2 separate regions of the Gossypium hirsutum genome follow, and region 2 is linked to region 1. The links are chromatin contacts, called in public Hi-C maps. All regions are on one chromosome and are shown on one strand. Each heading gives the region's core, a stretch centred on a gene start, on an enhancer-like site or on the middle of the called end of the contact. The rest is flanking DNA. Distances are from core to core; before and after follow the strand shown.

Region 1 (6,318 bases), core at 965-3,464:
AGTCCATGTATTCTTCACAAATTTGAATGTTAGTCCCTATATTTTTATTTCCATTAATTTTGTTTTTTTATTTTTTCAAATTTTAAAATTCAAGTTTAGTTATTAACATTGTTAAATTTGTAAGTATGATATTTGAAATAAAAAAATTTCACTCGATAATAATGTAATTAAAAAATAACGTCGTAATGAACCTTAATTCAACAAAATAACTTTAACAGTGTTAATAGTTAAACTTAGATTTTGAAATATGAAAATAGAGAATACATTTCTAAAATAAAAGTAAAAAATTTAAATTCTGAATTTACGAAACATAAGTAGATTCATGACATATTTTAATACAACATATCATAGCTTTTATTTTTTTATTATATATATATTTAAAGAGTGGTAACTACAAAAACAAAACAAAAAAGGAGAGAGTAAAATATAAATTATTTTTAGGACTAATTGGGTGATGGTGTATGAGAAATGTTGAGGGGTCGAGTCTCTTATTTAGAGAAGTTTTGAAAATATTATTTTTTTATTAGTTGATTAAACCCTCAAATAGTGGAGGTATTATGCCCGAAATGTATATACTCGGTTTTGTGTCGGGTTTTTATCTCCTTACTTTATGTAGAGCTCAAAGGGAGAATGCTTAGATTAATCAAGAGAATATTTTATCATTTGGGATTGACAGGTTTAAATAAGTAAAAACATTAAATCTTTTAAATTGAATAAACATTTGAATAAAATAATTATGATGTTTTAAACTAAATTTTCCATATCTCGCATGTTGGAAATCAAAGTTAACACAAGAAAGTGTGAAATGGGGAAATGAAGATGTAAGGATAAAAAAAAAAGTCAAAAAATAAGATCCAAAAACCTGATTTAGATCCTCTTTCTTCACGTGATATTGATCACCCTACATATGTGACAACAACATTCAGACAAACTGCAATTCGATGAATAATATATAAATCAATCAATATTTCCAAACCAATTGAAATATATAAATTAAAATAAAATTATATATACTTTTTTTTATTGATTTTATCCATTTCCATTTCTTTTTAACCTGTAGTTTGAAGGGGACGATTAGGGTTTTTTTTTCTTAATTTGAAAAATTTGAATAAAATAATTAATTCTAAAAAATAAATTTTGAATTAGGCTCCTTAAGTTTTGTACTATAGTTGAAATTAAGTTTGGGGTATGGGTATCGGGTAGTGATATAAATGAAAAATGATTTGGATTTAGGGTGAGTTTGGATGAGCAATGCGTTTATTTGCGGTTAGTGTAAAAACAGTAGTGGCGGTGAAATTAGATACTGTAGTGATACTGTAGCGTGAGATAAAAAGTAAGCTAAACGTACTGCACCGCACCCAATTGCTCATCCAAACTAAGCCTTAGTATCATGCTGTCCAACTGAAATGTGGTCTCCTATCACTTTAGGACTCACAAACCTTTAATAGGAGCGAATCATTTTTAGGGGCGGCTTCGAGGGCTACTAACCCTATTTTCTTAAAATCTGATTTTTTTTATTATATAAAATTTTATATTGAGTATCACTCTCCCAAATTAATAAATTATTAATTTAATTTTTTAGAATTTATAAGAAATATATACTATTGAAATTGTGAAATTATATTTTAGTACTCATAAATAACCACCTCAAAAAATATTCCAACTTTTGCCCTTAATCATTAGACTCACACGCACACATTATAGCGAACGACACTCCTATGATTCAAACTCAAACAATTTTTAAGAAAGATGATCATCCAACCAATTAACTTATCACTTAAAATTTATTTGTTGAAACAAATTTTAATTGATTTGGAGAAAAAAAAAGGGTAGCTGATAAAGAAGATGATAAAAATAAGAGTGTCTAAAGAGCATATCCTCCTCAAAAAGTCTCTAAAAATTTATGCAAGGAAGATTTTTTCGAGTCAAATTTTGAATCATTAGGACAGATCAAACTTCAAATCAGATTATGATATATTTTATTATAATTCTACAACAACACAAAAATACTGCAAGAAATGACATTGCAGGGAAAAAAACTAATAGGTAGTCCTACAATACTAAACAAAGTAGAAGGAAATGCAAAGAGTATAGAGATTACCTCATTTGAAGGTTGTAAAGAGAGAAAAAAGCAATGCAGGGCAATATATATATAGCAGCTTGTACATGGATACTCTTTCTGAATAACAAAGATTTTGAGCTACAAAATGCCTGCAGCTCTTCATTGACCATATTTGAAGCTAATTTTTGGGTGTTGTTCCATTTTTTTCTGGTTTGACCAATATAACCATGTTTTGAGGGCATGAATCTGGTAGGAATAAAGGGGCAATGTTGTCAATGTCGACTTCTCCATGTGAGTTTAAAAGAACATTAAAACGAATATGCGCTGGGTACCATCTGCCCTTTGCCTCATCTTATCTACAAACTAAATTAATTACATTTGTATATGTGGAATTTCAGACCCAAAAAAAAAAAATTACAAATTTGGGCCGTTTTAAGAACTTAAAAAGCATGCCATAACCCATGGCCCTGTCTTTAGAACTGGCGAAGCACAAATGGGTTTAAATTTCTTTTGCCAATTTACTCATTTTCTTTTTAAAAATTTGGTCATCAAATTAAAAAATAAATAAATTAAAATTTACCATCAATTTTTGAAAAAAAGTTGAAATTATATTTTTTAATGAAAATGCTGTCTAAGATATTAAATATTTAAATATGACATGTTGCATGATAATTCACATGTACATCATTATTATATTTCTATTTTGAAGTTTAATATATTTTTATTTTTATAATTTTTAAAATTATATGTTGGTGTGATATATAATGTCATTTTAGCACGAAGTGTATATAGATTATCACACAAGTTGCTACGCTAACTATGTTAAAAATTTAATGTTTTAAATCAATTTTTTATTTAAAAAATAAATCTTTTTTAAAGATTAATAACCAAATTTAATTAAAAAATAAGAATCAAATGGATAAGAAGGAAAACTAAGTTTATCCTTAGGCTTTTTAATAAATTAGTCCCACTTATGACGGGTTTGAAACAAGTAATATTGTGTCACTTTTATATGACCCTTTTCATACTTGCATGAATGATGCCTAATATAATCCATCTCAACTCAGATGAAGGTTCTGCAAATTTATGAAGTCCTGGATCCATGTTCAACGAAAATTCACCATTCACCATTTCAAACAACTCTAATCCTTCTTACCCATGCTTGGTTGCTACAATCATTTCCATCCACTACAGCAAAATTAACTTTTAGCGGCGTTTTTTTAGGCCTTTAGCGGCGCTTTTACAAGTGCCACAAAAAACGCCGCTATAGATGACGCCACAAAAGTTTGCGGCATTTATTTTAAAAAACGCCGCTAAAGGTCATGGCCTTTAGCGGCGCTTTTCTTACAAACGCAGCTAAAAGTCGCGACCTTTAGCGGCACTTTTCCCACAAACGCTGCTAAAAGCCAAGACCTTTAGCGGCGCTTTTTCCACAAACGCAACTAAATGTCATAAAAATTAAAAAAAATAAAATATTATAAAATATTGTAAAAGTCATGAAAAATATAAAAAAAATTAAAATTCATTATCAAAATATTGAGAAGAAGAATAATCTATGATATAAATACATATCCCGACTAACAAAAAGTTTATCAATAACATTCAAACAAAATACCGTACTTATCATACTACACCAGAAATCTAACAAAATACAAATAGAACAAAATAATGATAGAATGCACTCTTTAAGAAAAGCAATTAGCTTAAACAAGTCGTCACTATGCATGAATTCAGCTAATCCTGGACCATGCATCCAACAAAAACTCAAACCTGAGAAAAAAGAAAAAAAAAGTTAATGAATGACACATATAACATCAAATTAATAATAATATATGCAATTAACAAGTCAATATTAACGCCACATATAACATCAAATTGCACAACTTAATATACTCAATACATTAGCTAAATAACATCACATTGAACAATGAATTTAACACATTCGAATAGATCAATTTTAAGCTCACTAATGGTTAATTTAGCATGTGAACAGCATATAAATGTTTGCATTTACAGCATGGTTTAATCAACTTCAAGCAGGAAATTAAATGCTGCAAATTTCCAACATTCAAAATCATATATGGACAACATTAATATGACATTTTCGAGCACCTTAAAGACACATTTGGAAAATTTGAAGAACCATTTGAACCACCACATTCGAACATCTTAAAGACAACTAAATTTTGTCTTGTTTTGGACAACCTTAGAGGTCAGCAAGGCATGTATTAAACCACGCCTAACATGTTTATTTCATCATGCTTTGAACAACATTAAACAACCATTAAGCATTATATTAAATCAACTCTTTAACACATTCGAACAACTTAAAATACATCATTCGAATATCATAAATCACAACTTTCAGACACCATAAATTACAGCATTTAACACCTAAATTTTCAGCATTTAACACATAAAATGGTTTTCTCTTTATTAAACACTTATACGACCCTCAAAGCCAAAGTATGCACCTGTAAGCCAAAATCAGGCTAGTAAAGAAACCACTTATACGACCCTCAAAGCCACATATGTCAAAGTACATTATCTGATCTCTTTGAATTATGATATGGAAAGATAAATTTTTAATAATGCCACCATAATGCAAGAATTAGAATTTGTTTCGACAAAATTCATTGATCATGTTATTAATCATGTGCCTTTGCATGTACAGGCGTTGCATCTAAAACCTAAATAGTTTCAATAAAAAATATCACCAAATCCATGGCCTATCCTCAAACAATCTATTATTTAGATACGTAAACAAGTCAAACAGAAAGCAGCTCATGGCAAAGCATTTTCCTGATCCACTATGTTAGTTGTTTTGATCTTTATTTCTTCCCTGAGTTCAATTTTAAACCTCAAAATATCTAAATATATTGATGGTCAGAATGCTTAATATTGCGAACAACCAACACAATAGTCTAATACTAGTTTATCTACTATGAAAAAATACTAAATTATAAGTTACATAGAGAACAATTTCAATTATTTTCACTTCAGAAATCACCAAAAGAGTTTAACAACCTGCCTAAATTTCATCTGTTAAGGTGGAAAACCTCAGTTACACAAAAGCCTCTCTCAGCCTTTTTGAAATAAATAACCAGCAAAAATTCACACGGCGATAGAAACTAATGCTATTGGAATAATATCTTAAAACAAATTCAATTCAAAATCGTTTTGATATTCATTTTGCAGCCAAATATAGCCTAATCTATTAAAATAATTATACAATTAAATTAAGTGCTCAAAATTTCCATACTTTCTTGAGAAACAAACAGATCGTGAAAAAAAAAAGTACCTGCTGCTCCGAAAGTGGCTTACATTGCATCAGCTGCGAGATCTGCTCATCGAGATTGAGGGCTGAGTCTGTTGGTGCACCCATTTTTGATAATTAAGTAGCAAGAATAGAAATGATAAAGAAAGGGAGAGACCATTAAGGCTGGTGGTACAAATTTAGCACAAAGGCCGAAAAGGTAAAATAGGAATCCAGAATATCTTTTATCCCTCGAAACCAAATAATGAAATTACATGACAAATGCCGTACTGGTATTTTAACTATAATTAGTAAAGTTTTTATAGTAATGGATTAAAAGTTTAAAGTTGTGATTAAATAGATTGCCAGGTTTAATATGTTCATTTTCTCTACAGTAAAAGTTTCAAATTAGTAATTATAATTTTGAGTAAACAAACTTGCAGTGCATTCAAAAGTGTGTTTGATAAATGAAATTCTAGAGATGAGCACCCCACATATCATACAGCACTCTTATCAAATAGAAATGAGTTTCTATTAATAAACAACTATTTTGATGATGCATTTTAGTTAACATTGCATTACTAAACAACTTTGCAGTGCATTAACAAGTGTATTTGACACATGAAATTCTAGAGGCAAACATCTCACATCACTCTCATCAAATGGAAATGAATTTCCCTGAATAAATGCATTATTAACAAGCTTAAAAAAATTTAAAAAATGTTTTCCATTAGCAAATGGTATCTGAGTATCACACACAAAAGTTAAACATATCACAGAATATCATGTTCAGCGTTTCAATAAGGATTGTTACTTGCGCCAAATTCAAGGGCACTTTCAATTCAAATCATGTAAGGTGGTCTAACCTCACCAAATAGAAGAATCAAGGTCACTGATATCAGGATAGCACCCCAAGCAGTAACCAAGCTATCAAGGAAAATGGGAAGTGCCTGATAAAGGTAACAAAAAAGTTTATAAAATATCAACTAACATTCAGGAA
Region 2 (6,318 bases), core at 1,210-3,709, 810 kb after region 1:
ATTTTCAATAGAAAGATCAATTTACTCTTTGATCTAATGTACATGGACTAATTTATTTATTTATTGAATAAATAGATTAAATTGTAATCTAACTTCTAATAAAAGGGACTCCATGATAATTTTACCTAAGTGTTACAATGAATTCCATTTTTTAGGGCTGCATGTAATTTACTTTTTTCGATCTTTATATATCCGTCTTTCTCCATTTCTCTATCTAAGAGCAAAGACGTGTTTGAACTGAGTATGACTATTGGATAGGAGTTAGGACCATGCGATGCTTATTTATTATTATTTGGTTGATCTTCCCGAATTTTAATGCCCACTATACAACATGGAAAAGTCTATAGTTTACAAGATATTTAACACCAAGAATTTAATTTTTAGATTTTTTTAATGTGATAATTTAACTGTTTTATTTTTAAAATTTCGACATTTCAGTCGTAATTAAAAGTTCATTTGATTAAATCTTGTTAATATATTTGCACCATGCAAAAAGTTCATGCTCTCCAATTAAATTTTTTAATTTTTATATTTTTCGAATTTTAAAATTCTAATCTTGACATTAAAGATAACCATTAAATTCATTAATTGACTTTTTTAGTATAATATGTGGAAATAGTAAGCTAACATAGCATTACATGTGTGATAATATCTTTGCCACATCAAATTTTAAAAATAGTAGAACTTAGTGAATTTAACAACTATTGTTTAGTTAATATTTAAATTTTAAAAAAAATAAAAACAAAGAAAAATTAAATTTTAGTATAATGACTAAATCCATAACTTGTATATAATATATGTAGTAATAGCAGAATTCAACCCATAAAACCAATGTGAAAAGTTGACTTGTTTTTGAAAATCTTGAATCAGATTGATTTAATGACCTAATCACACACATATATGTTTAATTGTGGTTTTAGACCATTTATATCATTGTAATTTTAGATTAAATTGATAATATCATTAATTGATGCTGTTAAAGTCACGTAGAATTTTCTTTAAAATAGTCTTAAGCATTCAACTAATACTTAATTAATATGTAAATTTATTATTATCTGTCTTTCAAAAAGAGAAATGATTGAATATGATTGACTAAATTTGTAACCCGAATTACGAGAGCAATTAATAGTAAAAATAAAATGTAATTCATTATTTTAATGATGAAAATTAATATTGTTATCAATTTAGATTTATTAATAATTAGATCATATATATATATATATAAAATATATTTTTTGTACATTTACGATTAACTTAAAGCATATGATAAACGTAATTTACTTTCAACTCACATATCATAAATAAAGTTAAGCATGTAATTTTATGCTAACCATCTAGTGCTGCTAAGGCAAAAGTCCGGATGCTAATTCATTGTTATACCAAGTGACCGACATCCTTGGCCTTTGGGAGCAACGTCTTCACCAAGGTGGCCTACCAAAGACGACCAAAGTGATGAAAAAACCCTAGACGTTCAGGCATAATAGTGCTTAGACCGATCCATTTGCACATAAATGGGACAAATTCTTTACGAATATATATACAATAAATAACACAACTATATATAATACAAAAAAAATTTATACAGATCATCAAATCTAGTACTTGGACAAGCCAATGGGGTCTACGGTCTCACCCTTCGTCTGTTTTTGTTTCATTGGTTTGATGACAGCTAAAACACATGGGACATTCTGACGGCAAAAACTACAGTATAAATTTATCTTGAATTCCTCGCAGATTTTTTACAGTTCATAATATTTCGTCGCCTTATGTTCATTGAAATCAATGAATTAGGAACCTAACAAATACTTCAATTTGGAATCTTGGATACTATCGTTGCTGAAATTTTACACACGTATCCCGTTTCCCAACATTAACAATATTCAATATTTTTTTGTAATTAGGTGTTTGATAGTCACATTATATGAAATTGAATCGAGTCAAATTCCTAAATTGATAAAAAAAATTTAATTGTTTTTGGGTAATCTCTTAAGTGAGATTTTATTATAGTGAATCCGATAGAATCTTTTTAAATTTATTTGATTAAGTCATATAAAAAATTAAAAAATTGTGTTGGTAACGTAAAATTTGTTAAATTAATCACATAATAAATTATTTTTCTCTAAAGATAAATTTCTCTTACTTTTTAATATTGAAACTAGTTAAATTAATTAAAAGATAATTTCATATTTTCAATACAAATATTATGCAACCTAATTAAGAATAGATGTGATTTTGGATTCAAACCCTAAATTTAATTTAAGCAATATCAATTTTTTTTAATCCCTGGATCAACATTAGTAAAAGAAAGTTACTTTTAGGAAAAAGAGGCTATGAGTCATGACAATTAGGTAAAAAGTCGTCATTTCACAATTTTTGAGAAGAAAAAAAAAACTACATTGCTTAACTACCATATGTTTCTTAACACTATAAGCTAAAAGCCTATAAATATCTTTTTCTTACAAGTCTTCTAAAAGCTAAAAAAAAAAAAACAAGTTTTTTACATACAGAAACATATGAGAAACATGTTCTTTTTCTTGAAATCCTTATCAAGATCAGTCCATGATGATGAAGAACCACAAGAACAGCCCGAGTTATCCAAAACCGACGGCGGCAGCAATGACGATGATCTTTGCACATCGCTAACGGTGTGGAGAAAATCATTGTTGATTAGCTGTAACGGATTCACGGTGATTGACTCTAATGGAAATCTAGTTTATCGAGTTGATAACTACATGGGAGGACGCCCCAAGGAACTCGTTCTTATGGACGGTAAAGGGAACTCCATTCTCACAATGAGACGTTGTAAGGTAAAAACTATTACATTTTTCTCAAGACTTCACCTTTGAATCATCTAGTAATATAAAAAATCGAGCTTAAAATTTCTGATTTTTAATGGCAGAATCTAAGATTAGTCGATACATGGGTTATCTATGGAGGGGAAGTAGGTGATCATTGTACATCAGAGAAGCCAATTTTCTATGTGAAGAAGTGCATTAACATTTTGCACACCAACAAATCTAATGTGTTAGCATATGTATACCGTCCGCCGTCGGATAAACGTTATGCGTATACGATCGAAGGATCGTATTCGCATAGATCGTGCAAAGTGGTTAATGTGAAAAAAAGAGTGGTGGCGGAGATCAAGAGAAAAGATGCAACAAGTGGAGGTATTTGTTTTGGATTAGATGTTTTTCTGTTGATTATAAAAGCAGGATTTGATCCTGGATTTGCAATGGCTCTGGTTCTTTTGTTGGATCAAATGTTCTCTTAGAATTTAATTGAAAGCTGCCATTTTTTTTCCCTAAGGATTGCAGCATCAATTACCTTGTAAATATACATAAATTAGGGAGTTGATAGAAAGAAATGAATTAACATTTTGATTGAAAACCGTTTACGATTCAAGTGTTCTGAATCTGATTGCAGAGTTCATTTTCAATTCCTTGCTGATTTTTCCAGGAAAAAGAAATCTAGGAACAGATATTATGAATTCAATAAGGGTAGGTGATAATAAGTAAATTCGGATAGAAAAATAAAAAATAAAATTTAATTTTAGGATAAATTACATAATTGGTCATCCAAAAAAAGTATGTAATATGAGCATTACAGTTAAATAAATGCTTTCATTTTGATTAACCGTTAATTTGGGATTATGCAATGTTATTGGACACTCTTTTTAGTTACCAAACCTTAGTAAATTTTTATTTTGTTCATTTTTTTTTAAAATTATTTAGAAGAAAAACTTTGATTTTTATAAAGATAAAATCTAATTTTTTCTTGTAATTTAAATCCATGTAAATGAGTGGTTAAAATAAAATATTATCAAAATTAGGTGTTAACCTCAAATTAAGGATGGTTGATCAAAATGAAACATTTGTTAATGACAATGTCCGTAATGCAAATTTTTTTAATGCCCAAAATAAAACTCATGAAAGTTGGGTTAGACAAACAGCTATATAATTTAGGTTAAAATGTGCCAGTCACTGTACTTTTTAAAAAGAAATTTAATTCTAATAATTATATTTTTAAAAATTTAGTTCCTTCCCTTTTCAAAATTTAAAATTCAAAATTAACTCTTAACACAATTAATTTCTTTCTGTTAAATTTATTGAAATAAAAAAATTTTATTTGATAGCCATTAATTAAAAAAGTGGTATAATTAACTTAAATTTAACAAAAAGAAGAATAACAATATTAACGATTAGACTTAGATTTTAAAATTTAAAAAAAGTAAATTTCTAATTTAGAGAAAATAGAAAACTATATGCATATTTTAACCTACAATTTACCATTAACTTTTGCGCATTAAATATCCAACTTTGGCATATTTTGACTCTTTCATTGTATTCCATGTTTGAGAAAGGGTAACATGTGATTGATTACTGCCGTTTGCAAAAAGAAAACTTGTGGAGACCGTTGAACCAACAAGGCTAGATAATTTCTTCAGCAATTTGCAGGGTCAAAGTTCCTTACTTAAAATAAAAGTTGGTTTGAAACTGTGTCAAATTTCTTCACACATTTCTACTTCCTTACTATTCCTTGTCCGTCCATTCAGCAATTTGAGTGACGTGAATTTATATCTAGGCAATTGATTTAAAATTTAAATTCATCAAATTAAAATCTCAAATTTGAGTCAAAATTAAGCATTAGTTTATTCCACTTCAGAATTTCAAATACGTGGATCACATGTAAAAATAATAAAAGAATTATAAATTTTTTTATTAAAAGTTAAATTGTATTTTTTACTCTTTATCTAAACATGAGTAAATAAATCAATGTACTTTAGATCAAAATGTAAATTGGTCATTTTTATTAAAAATATTCTACTATTAAAAATTAGTGTGACTGACAAACTAATCAGATAATTACCTCATTCTAACATATAGAGACTAAATGACCAATTTACTTTTTTATCTCATATAAATAAATAATTTTTCCATTTTTTTTAATAAAAGAGGTAAAATGCAATTTGATTCCTAGTACAGTAGACTCCATAATATTTTTACCATACTATTCTCAGTGCATATATATGACTGACAAGAATAGGGTAATCTCTTAAATTTTATTGATAGACGTTAATGGTATATATATATCTATACAACAGCAGTTATGTAGGAATCAAATTGTTAAAATATAATATTCCATAATAATATCTTATAATATCCCATTAGGAATTAAATTGCTAAGAGATAATTCATAATAATATCTTATAACATCCCACTAGGAATCAAATTGCTAAAAAAAATATCCCATAATAATATCCTAACACCCCCTTCAAGTTGGAGGAGTAAAGATATTCAAATTGTGGTTTACCAAGCGCCTTTATAAAAATGTCAATTAACTGAACGAAGGTCGGAACATAAGAAGGTGTAATCAACCTACTTGGATTGCCTCCTTAATAAAGTGAAAATCCATTTCAATATGTTTAGCATGCTCGTGACATACGGGATTCTGTGCAATATGCAACACAAATTGACTATCACAAAATAAATTGATTGCTTTAGGATAATGAACACCTAAGCTCAATAGCAAAGCCTTCAGCCACTTGAGCTCACAAGTGATGGAAGTCATAGACCTATACTCAACCTCAATAGAAGAACAGGAAACAATATGTTATTTCTTAGTTTTCTAGGAAATAGGAGATTGTCCCAGAAAAAACAAGCCAAGCAGAAAGGAAATGTCGAGTTAACGAACAAGCAGCCCAATTCAAATCACACCACTCTTACAAGGAAAAATCACTATCAGATCTCAAAAGAATCCCTTGGCCAAGAGAGCCTTTCAAGTACTAGACAACACGCAGAGCCGCATCCCAATGTTCCTGTCTCGGCTCATACATAAACTAGGAAAAGACATGAATCGAGTATGCCAAATCTGGTTTGATCACTTCCAAATAAATCAAATAACCCATTAACCGTCTATACGACTCAGGATCAGACAAAACTGTCCCTATAGCATGCACTAAACTATGATTTTGCTATATTGGTAATCTTGAAAGCTTTGCTCCCAAAAGACTCACTTCTAAAATAATATCAAGTGTATATTTTCTTTGACAAAGAAATAACCCCAAATAGCTACGAGCTACCTCTATCCCCAAAAAATATTTCAAAACACCAAGATTCTTTATATGGAGGCAAGAATTGAGATAACCTTTGAAAGTTTTCAAAGCAGCGGAACCATTCCCAGAAGTAAGCAAATCATCAACATAAACTAGCACATTAATGTGTACAGATCCCTTATTGTATGTAAAGAGAGAATAATCGGAATATGATTGAAGAAATCCATACTCTTTCGGTGTAGTAACAATCTTCGCAAACCAACACC

The links. A called contact is a pair of places that touch in the nucleus more often than the background predicts.
Region 2: a Hi-C map of leaf shows a contact between it and region 1, with 4 times the contacts expected there. The contact joins the promoter of LOC107953132 here to the promoter of LOC107951963 in region 1. A contact is called at or near these places in 6 of 34 Hi-C or Micro-C datasets (hypocotyl, leaf and petal).

Annotation. Positions count from the first base shown.
Region 1 is chrA02:49,110,063-49,116,380 of Gossypium_hirsutum_v2.1, forward strand. It overlaps LOC107951963 (reticulon-like protein B3), which reads right to left and starts at 2,215. Exons shown (of 7, transcript XM_016887159.2): 1 at 2,102-2,215; 2 at 863-901. LOC107951961 (DUF21 domain-containing protein At2g14520) reads right to left here. Exons shown (of 6, transcript XM_016887157.2): 4 at 6,185-6,268; 5 at 5,364-5,431; 6 at 3,569-3,832. The coding sequence ends at 5,393.
Region 2 is chrA02:49,923,000-49,929,317 of Gossypium_hirsutum_v2.1, forward strand. It overlaps LOC107953132 (protein LURP-one-related 17), which reads left to right and starts at 2,460. Exons shown (of 2, transcript XM_016888364.2): 1 at 2,460-2,807; 2 at 2,900-3,387. The coding sequence starts at 2,514. The coding sequence ends at 3,271.